2 separate regions of the Gossypium hirsutum genome follow, and region 2 is linked to region 1. A link is a contact called in public Hi-C data. All regions are on one chromosome and are shown on one strand. The core of a region is the stretch at or near the end of the contact, and the rest is flanking DNA. Distances in the headings are between cores, read along the strand shown.

Region 1 (2,700 bases), core at 112-2,611:
CACACAAGTTTCAAGTCTTAATAGGACTTGAAAATTTGGAGCAAATCAAAGAAATTCTATATATGAAATTATGAGTTATGGTCTCTTTATATTTTTTCATTACAAAGAAAATTTATTTGATTCTTTTCTTTGATGGAGCTTCGATCCAAAGGTCATTTAAACTTGATCTTGGTAGCATTAAGTTCATTTCAAGTGTCATGGTGCCTTTCTCTTGAAATAAGTTTAAAACTCCTTTGTTCAATTGAATAAAATCGAAAGGTAGTTTTCTTCATAAATTGGTTTTTACTTCCTATCTTTAGTTGAACAAGATTAGAAAACATCTTTTTTTAGAACTGATATGATGTTGTTCAAAATTTCTTGAGATTTTGGAGAGAGTTTCAAGTCTGCAAAATATTCCCTTTAGAGAACTTCTGGATTTTTGAACTTGTGAATGTGTAGAAGTGTTAATTCTTCAAGTAAAAGAGAGTTTTATGAAATATAAACTATTTATTTAAGTGATCCACAAATATTAAACTCTTTTGTTTATTATTTATCTTATATAAATTTAATTCATTAGAGATAGAATAATTATTTAACATTATAACTTAATTAATTAAATTTAATTAGTGATAATATAAAACTCTTAATTTAAATTAATTAGAATAAAATAATTATTATACAATATGTGATGTCATCGTTTTAACCTATGATATTTTCGAGTTGACACGTGACCTTTGTAATTAGTTCAAAATTTTCTCCATCTACAGTATTTTAGAACACGAATTAAAATATACAGTGTCTAATTACAAAATTTTTTATAAGCTATTTATTATTTTTAGGGGTGATATCTATTCAGTTCGATTGAATCTTTTAGATTTTTTGAACCGTCCATCATAATTCGATTTGGCTCAATTCAATTCTCGGTTTTTCATATAATTTTTTTTGTTTTGATTTTTTAAATTTATTTTGATAAAATGAGATTTATTTTATAGCTTTTGAATATTATTTGATAAAATTTCAAAAACCTTTTTCATAAATATTTCTAAAAAACAATAATATTTTAAAAAAACTTAAATTATTTTCATTATTTTAAATATAAAATATTTATTTTATATAATACAAAGTTAAAATTAATTTTATTTAAATAAAAAATAACTCAATTTGATTTCAAATAATCATAATTTTTAAATTTATATTTTATAGTCCATCCAAATATATAGCTGGATTTGATTTTTTTCTCATCCCTAATTATTTTTGGTGACTAACCTTTTTAAATTTTGAAAGGGAGTCGATGGAAACTTACAATAAGTACCGTACAGTAGAAGGTATCTCGACACAAGAGATTGTCAATGTGGCAATAGTTGATTAGAACAACATGTGCTTTGAATGGACCACGTTTCCCAATTGTAGTCCCGCAGAGCAGAATATGTAAATATCAATAAGGTCTCATCACGTGGCAGTTCTTGGTTTGATTCTTGTGCCATCTCCAACAAGCGTTTTCTTTTCGCCTAACAAATCAATGAAAATATCTATTTTTAACCTAAAAAATCCATGTATTCACATTACTCTAATCGTTTGAACTATTAAATTAATGAACTCCTCTTGCTACTAAATCACAACATCAATGATTTGCAAAAGTACAAATTATTTATTACTATTATTTTTTGTTTTTCCGGATTTGGATGGGGTGGAATACGGTGTAGTGCATTTAGTTTATTTTTCTGTTTTACGCTACAATATCGTTTTAGTATCTAATTTCATCGTCACCACTATTTTTACACTAACAATAGGTAAGCATACCGCCCATCCAAACTCACCCTTAATTTATCAGTCCAAACGAATGAAAGTACTCTTTTAACTCAAAGCAATAATTTTTTTAAGACTAATTTGTGTTTCATGATTAGTTCTCAATAATATCTTTAAAATTTAAAATTAAATTATTTTTAATATTACAATATATTTTACCATTATTTATTAATTTAATCAATAATTGATATAAAAAATAGAAAACAAATTAATTATGTAATATTTGTTGAAGTGATAAATTGACAAGAGTTGTTTTGCTGCGCTAAGTAAGGCACTAGAATGCAAGATGGCCAACTACTAAAAAACAACGGGCCACTATGACATGTGCATTTACAAACTTAATGCGGGAGATCCCATCTTTGCCATGTTCATAGTCATAGTCTCGTTGCCATAGCTATGCATAAATTTGGAAACTTCTTTGGTTGCAAAGTTTGCCACATTTAGCTTACGATGACCGTTTGTGCTTATGCTACAACCCAGGATTATCCAATGCTAAAGCTATATTTTGAATATAATTTTTGTTTATAGGTTAAACTGTTACCATCGTCCAGTACAATGACGGGGGAATTCTACAACTTAGTGTTCCTGTACAACCAATGAAGCAACGTGATATTGAACTTATTTAGAGTCCTTATCTCATCTGGAAAACCTTGCTAAATCGACAGTGGATCTCATTAAGTCAACTACCCTTAAAGACATAGGTTTGTCTATTGAAAACACCTTGTTCAGAAGGCATGTCTTGCCTTGTATTATCAAAGGAATGTTTCTTCCATGTTCTGCACATGGATCTTATCAGATCACAACAAGGCCTACTTAGAAGACAATCTATAAAAAAAAAACCCTGCGTAGCCTTCAACCACACATGTGGGAGATCCCATGACTCAACAGCTTACTAGAAGCATCTTGACATCTATA
Region 2 (2,700 bases), core at 153-2,652, 110 kb after region 1:
TACGAACTCCCACCATAATTTAGATTTTCGGGTATCTGCGATGTCCCTCTACATTCTAACTGGTCTATCCATCCGACATTAAGATCAAAGTCAAATTTGTGATGTTGACTTATTTGACTAACATTCTCAACAGGCTCTAAGTCTACTAACTCAGCAAATAACTCAATTGGTTAGGGTTCTCACTCCCAGTCGACCACCATATTTCCATCATAGTGCCTAAGTCATCATTATCTAATAGTTGCATCTCATAAATTTGAACGGATCTATAGAGATTGGAAACTTGTAAAATAATCTGAACATTGCCCTTCCACAATAGATAGCTATTTTCGCACTGATATTCTTTTTCATTTCTACCAGCTTCACATTTTTTTTTTGAATTGCAACCCTATCTTTGTCGACATTGAAATACACAACCAACATCACATTCTACAATTTTACCATAAAAAAGAACGTACACCAAAAACACCTCATTATTCATATTCAACAGAATTTTTGAATTCTTCTACTAAACACAACAATTTCACCATTCAATATATGCTAGAGAACGGGGCTATACAAAATGGCTCCACTAAAATAAAATATTAAATATTTATATTAAAAAAATAAAAAAATTACACTTGTAATAAAGTGAGATCCATTTAGAATGGCTCCACCAAATTAAATATTAAATTTTAAAAATTTAAATATAATTTAAAAAAGAATTTGAATATCTTTAAAAATAATTTTAGAAAATTATATTTAAAATTAAAAAATATTTAAAATATTATTCAACAAATAATAAATTTGAAAAGTCATATCTTTAAAAATAATTATTTTAAATGTTTTATAATATTAAAAAATTATATTTAAAATTGAAAAAATAATATTTAAATTTTAAAAAATATATTTAAAATTAAAAAAATACTCACATTTTATAAAACCAATAATAAACAAATAAATAAATGACAAATAAAAAACCTTAAAAAAAAGGAAAAAGGATAAAGAATTAGAAAAAGTAACGTGGATGAAAAAAATAAAAAATTAATCTGTTTTAATAAGCAAATAGGCAAATAGGTAGATAGGCTATTATCTTGGAATTTGGTGGCGCCAATTTATTTGGCTCTATCAGAAAAAAGTAAATTTTCTTAAATCATCATATTTTCGAAAATCAAAGTATTTCCTTAGTATTTATATAAGTAGTGCTATTCTATATAGTTTCACAAAAAAATTAATTTTTTAATACAGATTGTTGACGCGGTTGGTGGCCCAAAACACTTTAGTTCCACCAATTTTTACTATAAAATTTGAGTTATTTTCGTATTTTATAAAAAAATAAATTATTTAAGTAATTAATTATTTTTTAGGTTATTTTTATAAAAAAGCCTAAAAAATTTAAATATTAATATTTTAACATGAATTTATTAGATTTCACATCCTGAAAAATAAGGAAGGTAAAAGCAGCAAGTTTAGAGTCGCTTTCTGCCAACTCATAAGTTACCCAGTAGTACCTACAATACAGCTCAGTCAGTCAATGGAAGAAGCTACAGTTAAAGTCTGTTCTCTGCCCCCCAACCCCAACCTAACTATAATATCTCAACCACCTCTTTTTCTTCACTTTCAGTTTTAAATTCTCTTTTTTGTGCACGCCCACATGGCAGATGTCGAAGAACCCAAGAAGCTTGAATCCGAAATCCCCTCCGACCCTCCGCCGCCACCCACCGAAGCCGCCGTGGAAAAATCCGTGACTCCACCTCCTCCTACTGAAGAAAAGCCCGCCGACTCTACGGAAAAGCCTCCCGAACCCATCGAAAGTATATATCTATATATCCCTTCTTTTTCCGTTTCAGCTCTGCTTCTGCTTCTGCGTGTTTCATTTTTTCTAATAATAAAAATTTGATGATATGCAGAGGCGGCAGAGTCGACGGAGAAGAAAAGCACGGAGGTGTCTGTTGATCGAGGTAATTTCGTTTCTCCATCTTGCGTTTCACAAAATCTTAGTATTTAGAATATGATTAAATTGAAAATTTCCCCCGGCTGTCTTTCTCCAGATGCTGTGCTTGCTAGAGTTGCGACTGAGAAGCGAATTTCACTAATCAACGCTTGGGAAGAAAGTGAAAAAAGCAAAGCTGAGAACAAGTATCAACTTTCTTCCCCTTGCCTTATTGTGAAAATTATAGGAAAACTGATATAAAAATGATTGCATACCATAACCATGCAATTAAATTATGTTTTCTGGCTGCTTTCTTACTCAAAGCTTATTGATATGGTTGAGCAGAGCACAGAAGAAGCTTTCTTCTATTGCGGCTTGGGAGAATACCAAGAAAGCAGCTATAGAGGCTGAGCTAAAAAGGATTGAGGTATTAATTTAATCAAGCATCCTTGGATGAAGATGATTATTATTATTATTGTTATTGAGTGTTGAGTGTTGAATTATATATATGAGCAGGAAAAGTTAGACAAGCAGAAGGCCGAGTATGTGGAAAAAATGAAAAACAAGGCAGCCTTAATCCACAAGGAAGCAGAAGAGAAGAAGGCAATCGTTGAAGCTAAGCGAGGGGAGGATGTTCTCAAAGCGGAGGAGTTGGCGGCAAAGTACCGTGCCACCGGAACCACTCCGAACAAGACCCTTGGTTGTTGTTGAGGATGAAATCATTAGAAAATGGGGTCATTTTATTCTCTTAGAGTTCATTTAAAAATATGTTTGTTTGAGTTTTAATATGG

What was found. Hi-C and Micro-C count contacts between places; a contact is called where the count stands out from the background.
Region 2: a contact with region 1 is called in a Hi-C map of leaf, with 1.7 times the contacts expected there. The contact joins the promoter of LOC121202989 here to the enhancer-like site in region 1. A contact is called at or near these places in 3 of 34 Hi-C or Micro-C datasets (anther and leaf).

What each region holds. Positions count from the first base shown.
Region 1 is chrA08:63,613,815-63,616,514 of Gossypium_hirsutum_v2.1, forward strand. No RefSeq gene overlaps it. Among protein-coding and RNA genes, the nearest start is that of LOC107952364, 21 kb to the left of the region's middle. Within about 2 kb of position 1,362, at least 1 of the 9 cell types and tissues checked has an H3K27ac peak or open chromatin away from gene starts, as enhancers often do. A contact at or near this core is called in leaf, where this site is marked.
Region 2 is chrA08:63,724,264-63,726,963 of Gossypium_hirsutum_v2.1, forward strand. It overlaps LOC121202989 (remorin), which reads left to right and starts at 1,403. Exons shown (of 5, transcript XM_016847004.2): 1 at 1,403-1,790; 2 at 1,887-1,937; 3 at 2,028-2,115; 4 at 2,255-2,336; 5 at 2,426-2,700. The coding sequence starts at 1,631. The coding sequence ends at 2,620.